Regions from separate parts of the Sus scrofa genome. Here region 1 is linked to region 2. Evidence: chromatin contacts called from public HiChIP or PLAC-seq data. All regions are on one chromosome and are shown on one strand. The core of a region is the stretch at or near the end of the contact, and the rest is flanking DNA. Distances in the headings are between cores, read along the strand shown. Region 1 has its middle 130 kb from the start of NTMT1. Region 2 overlaps PTPA (serine/threonine-protein phosphatase 2A activator).

Region 1 (3,931 bases), core at 277-2,776, 260 kb after region 2:
TGGAGAAGGGTTTGGCCGTTGAGTACAGATCATAAGCATCTGAGAAAAAAGAGAGAGAAGAGAGAGCGGCTGAAAAGTCCGTAGGTTGGTGTCAGAATGGTTCAGGGGTTTGCGCATGTGCAAACTTCCAGAGCTTCTGTTGCGAGAACTGGGGCAAGAACAAAAGAACTGCTGAGAACTCTTGCCGAGGGTAGTGAATCAGACCCCTTTGAAGTTCTTTGGGGAACCAGGGAACTCAGAAAACTCATTTTCAATGACTTTTTTTTTTTTTGTCTTTTTTCAGGGCCGCACCTTCAGCACATGGAAGTTCCCAGGCTAGGGGTCTAATCAGAGTTGTAGCCATCCGCCTACGCCAGAGCCACAGCAACGCAGGATCCGAGCTGCATCTGCGACCTACACCATAGCTCACAGCAATGCCAGATTCTTAACCCACTGAGCGAGGCCAGGGATCGAACCCACAACCTCATGGTTCCTAGTCGGATTCGTTAACCCCTGAGCCACGACAGGAACTCCCATTTTCAATGACTTTTGACTCCTGGACTATTGAGTCACTCAGCACTGAGACTCAGCTACATGGAACCTCAGTTTTTATTAGGGTTACACCAGCGTCAGCCTAGGTTTCTGTATATTTTTTCTACCCCCAAGGAATTGAAAACATCACCAAATCGTGACCTATTCTGGGTTCAATGAGCACTTTGGGTATTAATGAGTGATGAACAAACAGGTAAATGGTCAGACACAAACCACTGCTTACCTGTCCACTGTGTGCACGACTCCAAGAGAAAATGCTAGACGGGGAGCCAAGCCATCCACATGTCAGAAGTGGCCCTCATTGAGTGATAGGATTAAAGTGGCCTTACTCTCTTCATTGAGCTTGTCTGTATTGTCTACACTATAACAAGCAGGCCTTACTTTCGCAGTAAAAATGTGGGAGGAAATAAACGGTTCCAACTCTCACTCAGTGCACCTCCAATTCAATTGGAGAAAAGATGGTCAGCTCATTGAGGGTAAGGAGCCTGGCCAGTAGGAGGTGATCTTTCCACGTTTGGGTTCATTTCAGTCTTGCACTAAAAAGAAGATGAGCCTTTCTAAGAAAGGTGCTTTTTTGGGCCACTCCTGTGGCATACAGAAGTTCCCAGACGAGGGATGGAACCCACTCCACAGCTGTAACCAGAACCATGGCAGTGACAACACCAGATCCTTAATCCACTGAGCCACGAGGGAACTCCAGATGCCTTTGTTTCTTGTCCCTGGAGGTGCCACTCTCCTTAGTCTGTGGGCTCGCCGTGGACGAGGCCAGGCTGCCTAGACTGCTGCCTCCATCTAGCCCTGGGTCTGTAACAGCCACAGGTGGCCCCGGGGTGGATGGCGAAGTGGGTTCCTACCTGGGTGGTTCGCTCCTCCTTCCAGCTCTCTGAATATCTGCTCTGTTCAGTTTCCAAGGGGATCTGGGACAAGGACAGGCACAGAGTGCAGCTCGGGGACCTCGGAGGAGCTGGAGCAGAAGAGGCAGCCTGCTTCCTGTTCCTCAGGACCTCTGTGCCTGCCACCTGGCCCGCATCCTACCTCTCTTCTAATGTCCTGTCACCTGGCTGGTCCCTCAGGGCAGAGCACAGGGTCCTGGGGCCGCAGCTCCAGCTTTTCTCCTCCTTTCCGGCCCAGCTCCCAGTCTCAAGGTCAAGGAACAAACAGATAAACCCTTTCCCTGGAGCCGGCCACGGAGAGGACGCCTCCAGCTAGAATCCAGTTCTGAGTCAGAGCCAGGGCTTCCTCTTTCCTGTGGATGCGAAGACAGGAAGGAAATGTTGTGTCACCAGAAAAATCAGTAAAAAAATGATTTGTAGGCAGAGAAGAGGCCAAGCAGTTGGCTTTGGTTTACGGCACAAATCAAGGGAAATGGTCAGATTTGGGGAGAGAGGGTCTGGAGAGTAACCTTTCCTATTCTTGTGGCTCTTAGCAATATTTTCTTTTACCTGAGGGCTAACCAGGTGTTGGTCGGGGGATTGAGAACGTGGCCCAGCTCCCTGGCTCTTTGGGACAAAAACATAGGGTCTAAGTGGAGTCAAGTGCAAGGATGAGCAGGGGGGCGCTGAAGACCCAGGATGTTTCTAGGCTTCGGTCCGAGGCAAGTGACTGGAGCCAGGACCATGGTTTTGGAGACCCAGTGTGAATGGCAATGAACATGATGGATTTCATATCTTAGAGGGAGGAAGCTGGAGCCCAGAGAAGTTGGCCCCGCCGGCTTGGGAAGGGTCTTAGACGCAATGACAGCAATTTGGGACTTTATCCAGAGGACAAGGAGAAGGCATGGAAGGTTTAAGTGGGAGAACAGAGCGGTCAAGTTGCTGATTTAGAAAGAGCTCTCTCATTGCACCACCGTGCGTGTGGCCTGAAGGAGGGCAAGCCTGGGGCTCAGGGAGCAGCCAAGGGCTTGCTCCTCTAATCCAGGCTGATGGTTGAGCAGGTGGAAAGAAGATTCAAGGGACGGCAGTGGTGGAATGACAGGTCTGGCTGATGGATGCATGCAGCACTGGGGAGAGGGGAAGGGGATAAGGCTTTTGGCAGTGGATAATGAGGTGCATGGAAAAGTTTCCCAAGAGGAAGGGGACAGGATTCATCTCTTTTTCTCTCTTAGATATCTTTGGCGCTTTGGCCAGGTACCATGGGGCAGGCCACCAAGACCCAGAGAAGCTAGAATTCACACTTATCAAGAGAAAGCCTATGTGGGTGGAGCTGTGGGGCTCTAACTACGAGACCCTGGGACTTTTAGAGGATGGAGGGGTTGGGGAAGGGCTGCAGGAAGTGGGGGGGGGCTGTTTGGAGGGGTCAATGGTAAACAGCAGCAGACCACAACTGACCTTCCAGATCCTTCTCTTCCCTTCCCACGAATCTGTGCCTGGCTCAATGCCAGGCCAGGTGTCCCAGCCTCATGCCCTTCTCCTGCCACCCACCCCAGCTTCAGAGGTGGCCTCTGCCTGGCCCTCTGGAAAACCGCTCTCTCTTAAGCGCCAACTGATGCAGGAAAGATGTTCCTGGAATCTGGGTTTTTGTTTCTGGAGCCGAAGAATGAACTCTGAGAACACACAGGCAGCCAGCAAGCAAAGTCTTTAATATGAGGAAGCAAACCACTCCCAGGAGAGCTGGAAGAGGGAGAAGGGCCCCTGTTCTCTTTTTTTAATCCCTTAAAGATGGGGGGGTACCAACGTGAGATCCAGCAAGATGTGGGTTTTCTGCCATTGGCCTTGCCCAGTTACCTGCAACAGTCCTTGTCCAATAGGGGTCTTAGGGGTGGAAAAGTCCCGTAAGTCCCAAGGTGTCTTTGCCCTTCTCTTCCCGTAGCCTGTGTCACAGGGGCTTAGAGGCTAAGGTCCGTCTGGGCGTAGCTACACTCCCTGTAGGAAAAAGGCCTGTGGAGATGTTACTCCCTGGAGCCCTAAGCCGCAAATGTTAATCAATAGCCACATGGAAGCCTGCATCCAAGCCCAGGCTCCTGCCCTGAGGACCTGCGTGAGCATTCTGCCTCACAACCAGGACGCAGCGAGATGTTTCCTTGGCCTCTCGCCTCCCTTCTGGTTGGGAAAACGCTCTCTCTTCCATGTTTTACCTGGATGGCTTCTACCCAGTCTTTATGTCTCAGCTTGGATGGTTTTCCTCCTGGAAGCCTTTCCGGATCCCCTAAAACTGGGCTGGCTATGCCCCTCCTGTGCTGAAGAAATCTTCTTTGGGTGGATGTGCAAGAATGAATGGGCATTTGGATGAGCAGATAAATGAATGGATGAATAGATGGGGGAATGAATGAATGGAGATGGGTGAATGGAGGGAGATGGGTGGATGGATGGGGGATGCCTGGCTGAGTAGATGAATTGATGGATGGATGGATGGATGGAAGGGATGATTGGTGAATTAGGCAGACGGATGGATGGTTGGAGAG
Region 2 (4,404 bases), core at 775-3,274:
AGTCAGAGAGGCGGGAGCGAATACCAGAACGATTTCTGCGGACGGGACAAACTTCTCTTAGATCCTGAGGACAGGGGCCAAGTGAAATCCTGGAAGTGAAAGTGAGCAGCCCGGACCCCCAGCCTACCCAGCAGGGGTGGTTAACCGGGTGCTGTTGTCCTGCTAAAGTGGGTCTCCCACAGTGCAGCCTTGGGCTGCTTCCTCAGGGTCACCTGGGCAGCTTGTTAAAATGCGTGTTCTTGGGCCCCACCTCAGCTTTCTGAATCAGAATCTTGGGGGGTGAGAGCTAGGAACCTGAATTTGAGCACACATACCAGGTGACTGCGCGGAAGTCGGGACCCACTGCTCCCTGGGCCTGTCTTTTGGGAAGTGGCAAGACCTCTCATCCTCCCTGCCTGGTGCCCTCCCCCACCTTCCTAAGGGTGCCACGACTGCCGCCTGGAGAGGGTCTTGCTCCCGTTCTCCCCCACACAGTCCTGCTGGCCCCAGTGCTGTCCCTGGCACACTTGCAGACCCCTGCCTGTGGGGGCGGCTCTCTTGGCTGCCCATTCTGAGCCCCCTGAAGAGGGAGCGCTCCCTGGTTAAGCAGCCGTAGCTCCAGGCTCTCCTGGTCAGCATTCGGCTCAGGCCTCCGCCACACTCCAGAGGCCAGAGGGGAATGACATGTTTTTCTAAGTCAGCAAATGAAGCCCATCCTGACGGCTGGGCGGCCACCGCTTCATTCTGAGATCTGCTGCCTTCAGCACTGTAGCAGCCCAAGGTCAGAAGGACTCCGGGGCAGCCTGGCTCACTGCCTTGAGAGCCAGTCACATGCTGCTCTCTCCAGAGGGGAATGGGAGGGTCTGCGGAGCCAGGGAGACCCCGCGGAGCAGGGTGGGGAGCTGGGGTGGCTTTGCTGGGGGTGGGAGGCTGAGTGTTTTGGCTCCGCCTGGTGGCTGGCCAAGCCCTTGGGTCCCTGTCAGTGACTCACAAGGAGAAAGGGCAGGCCGGAGGTCAGGGAGGATGGGAATTGACTCCAGGTTAAAACTCTGTATTTTTGTTTGCTGCGTCGTGCTGGTTTAAAAACCCAAAAGCCTTCCGGAAGTTTAGGTTTCGGTTCCTCTGCTAGAGGAAATCCCACAGTGGCCACTAGGTGGCGCTAAAGACACATCGAACTGGGAGGAGGTTGTAGGAGCCCTTGATGGAGAGGCCTGACCTGGGAGGAGGCCGGCAGGCCCTGGAGTTCTTGGTTGTTCCGCACCCTCTCTGCAAGGCCTGGTTTGCACTTTGGGTCTTGGTGCCTGGGCATGGTGGTAAACATTGGGCGCTCGCAGGGAGTCCCCCAGAGCTGAGCTGCGGTGACTGGCGGGGGGCCCCCTCTCACCCACCTGGCCAGCCTCGAGCCGGCTGGCGTGGTTCCTGACGGCAGCACCCATGATGCTAGTTTTCCAGAGTCTGGGCCTCACTACCCAGACCAGGCTTTTTGCAGTTGCTCTAGTTGGTGGTGAGGGAGGCCCGAGGCCCGGTGCTGGGACTCAGGAGGCCTGGCTGGCGGCCTGCGCGGAGCTGTGTGCGCTCCGGTCTGGCAGGGGGCAGTGTTGCCTCTGGAGACCCAGGGATCACTAGGGCTGGTGCAGCTGGGGGGTTAAACCCACAAAAAGTTGGAAATGAAACCAGCCTGGGACCTGCCCCGGTGGCCCTGAGCATCCCGCACGAGGGACCTCACCTTGCAGGGCTTCTGCCGCCTCAGGAAATGCAGCCCTGGCGCCTTTAAGAGCCCAGGGCCGGCAGGAAAAGAATTTCAGTTTCAATCTGGCTTCTAAATTTGGAGTTTTGGGAAGGGAGGGATCAGATTTCAGCTGGAAGGGAAGGAGCTGACAGGAAGGCGCTGTGTAGAGCCTCCCCCCGTCCCATCCCCCCTCAGTTACTGACAGAGGAACCATTTACAAAAGGCCGATTCTCCTGGGAGTGGAGAGGCAGGAACGCAGCGTCTGTGAGTAATTTCCTGCTCAATATGGCTGCTCTGACTCACTCGAGTCCCCTGGGGTCACTGCGGGACTGCAGCTTGCTTGCTCGTTCTCGCTCTTTCTCTTCTCCCTTTGTGGCTAGAATGAGCTAATTTTTTTTGTCTTCTCGACCCCAATTCCTTTTCCCCCTCATCTGTTTTCCTTTCCAGAGTTGCAGAGGCTCCTTCTGAAGGACTGGGGGGAGACCTTGGGACGTGAAGGCCGGCAGTGGGGTGGGGCGGCGGGGGGGGGTCCCTCGAGAGAAATAGCAGCTCTGGCCATGGAGGGAGGGGGCCGGGGCCATGGGGGGGCTCCGGAGCTCGGGCCTCCCCTGGCTCTGCCAGCAGGCTCCCCACTCCGTGCCCCTAGTGGGCGAGGCTGGCCCAGCAAGCAGAACCTCGGGTTTCCGCCTGTCCCTCGGCCGGCCTTGGCCTCGGAGCCCTTGCTGAACAGGCCTTGGAGCTGCGGCTGCGACAGAGCCGGCAGCACGCCTCCTGGGTGGTTTGCACACAGGGCCCCGTCCAGAGTGAAACTGGTTCCACAGCTCCAGTGACCCCTGAGCTTCTCAGGGCTGCGGCCCGGATGTGTGCGAGTGCGAGATGGGGCTGGAGCCTCGGGAAGGGGCGGGGGGGGGTGGAGCCTGACCGAGTGGGACCTTGGGAACAAAGCTCCTGAGAAGGCCAAGCCCCTACGGGCTGGGGGCTCCTGGCTGCCTTCCTGGAGGAGGGAGCCTTAGAGAGAGGAGGGAAAAGATGCTGGGTGAAGGGACCGACTGGCCCAGGAGAAGCCCCGTGGGGGCCTAGAGCTGTGGCCTCACTGCTGGAGGAAGGAGTGCTTGTTTTTGCTACTGAGCTGCTTGGGGGTTGCGACAGGCTTTTGGGGATCTTGGACCAGGGGAGGGAGATGACAAGGGTAAAACGGCAACTCTCTTGACTTGGATCTTACAGTTTTGTTTAGAGTTGCCTTTACTGGAGAAGGGAGAGGCTTGCGGGAGTGGTTAGCAGGCCAGCCCGCAGCCGAAGGGTGGGGGGCGTTTGTGCTCCTGAGCTCCTGGAGAGCCGGTGTGGGACCCATCCTTTCTCCCTGAAAGAGTTCTCCCCAGCCCTGCCTCCACCCACAGCCTCTTCTGGAACCTTCCACCTGCTCGAGGTCCAAGTCTGCTTTCTTGCCAGCTTGGCCTCTTTGCTTTTCGGACTCTCTCTTCTGAAGCCTGGGGCTCAGGGTGCTGAGCCCGTGCCCCCAGCCTCAGTGCTGCCTATCAGCCGGGGTGGGGCGGTGTTGAGAGGGACTTTGAGCTGTGGTTGGTGAAAGCAGATGTGCTGGCCTTGAGCTGTCCGAGGATTCCCCGAGGGTTCCCCGTCTCAGCGGCGGTTTTCTCATGTCGTGGGGACCCACTGGGCTCGCTGCAGAATGTCTCTCTTCCGAGAGGAGGGGCCAGGAATGGACCTATCTTTGCTCTCGCCTGTCCCTTGCTGTCCCCTCCCCGCTCTCCTGCCAGGTTAGGCTGGCTCCCTATACAGACCTTCCTCCCGAATCTGTAGCAGGTGCCCTCTGGCCCACCTCTGCCCCCCTTCCTTCCTCCCTCCCTGCCACACAGAGGGCAGTCAGAGGCCTGGGTTTGGTCTGGGCCGTCCCCCAAGCCCACCCTCCCTTGGCTCTTCCAGCCCTGCCTGTGGCAGGCCAGAGGGACCGTCTCTGGTTCGTGTCTGTGTGTGTGTCTCTGGTGCATGTCTGTGTATGTGCGTGCGCATCCCATAGGCAGATGCTGCAGCCTGGGCCCCAGGAGTGAGTGTGTGCTCATCCGTGTGTGTATCCATGTGTGTTTGCGTACGTGTGTATGCGTGGGCTTGCATCTTGCATGTGTGCGTGCGTGTGCGTGCGTGCGTGCGTGCGTGTGTGTGCGTGTGTGTGTGTGTGTGTGTGTCAAGGAGCCGGGGCTGGCTCCCAGGAGGCCCACCCCTCCAGCTTGTGGGCTCTCTTTTCCAGATGAAGACGGGCCCCTTTGCGGAGCACTCCAACCAGCTGTGGAACATCAGTGCCGTCCCGTCCTGGTCCAAAGTCAACCAGGGTCTCATCCGCATGTACAAGGCCGAGGTGAGGGGGGCTGCCTGCGTTCCGGGTCCTGGGCTGCTGCTCCCCCCACCCCACCGCTTTGCTCTGAAGCTGGGAGCAGCTCCTCTGACGCTTGAGGCCTCAGAGTCAGTCTATGGGACGGGCGGTCCCCAGAAGCGCTGGATTGAGGCCCAGCTCAGCCCTGTGACTGAGGCAAGGCCCTGCTGCTCAGGGGGTCTCTGTTCCCACTTGTCACGTGGCTGAAGGCCCCTCTCAGCTCTGTCTCCTGTGGGAACACGCACACGAAGACGTGCTCGGGGAGGGGTTAGATCCTCGGAGGCCTCACCCAGAGTGAGCTGCTCCAGCG

Evidence for each region. HiChIP or PLAC-seq counts read pairs in DNA pulled down with a chosen protein or histone mark.
Region 1: a contact with region 2 is called in an H3K27ac HiChIP or PLAC-seq map of alveolar macrophages. The contact joins two enhancer-like sites. A contact is called at or near these places in 2 of 2 datasets of contacts at active chromatin or transcription factors (alveolar macrophages and skeletal muscle).

The regions. Positions count from the first base shown.
Region 1 is chr1:269,685,250-269,689,180 of Sscrofa11.1, forward strand. No RefSeq gene overlaps it. Among named protein-coding and RNA genes, the nearest start is that of NTMT1, 130 kb to the right of the region's middle. Within about 2 kb of position 1,527, at least 20 of the 83 cell types and tissues checked have an H3K27ac peak or open chromatin away from gene starts, as enhancers often do. A contact at or near this core is called in alveolar macrophages, where this site is marked.
Region 2 is chr1:269,422,182-269,426,585 of Sscrofa11.1, forward strand. PTPA (serine/threonine-protein phosphatase 2A activator) reads left to right here. Exons shown (of 10, transcript XM_001926077.6): 9 at 3,972-4,079. Among named protein-coding and RNA genes, the nearest start is that of PTPA, 23 kb to the left of the region's middle. Within about 2 kb of position 2,025, at least 72 of the 83 cell types and tissues checked have an H3K27ac peak or open chromatin away from gene starts, as enhancers often do. A contact at or near this core is called in alveolar macrophages, where this site is marked.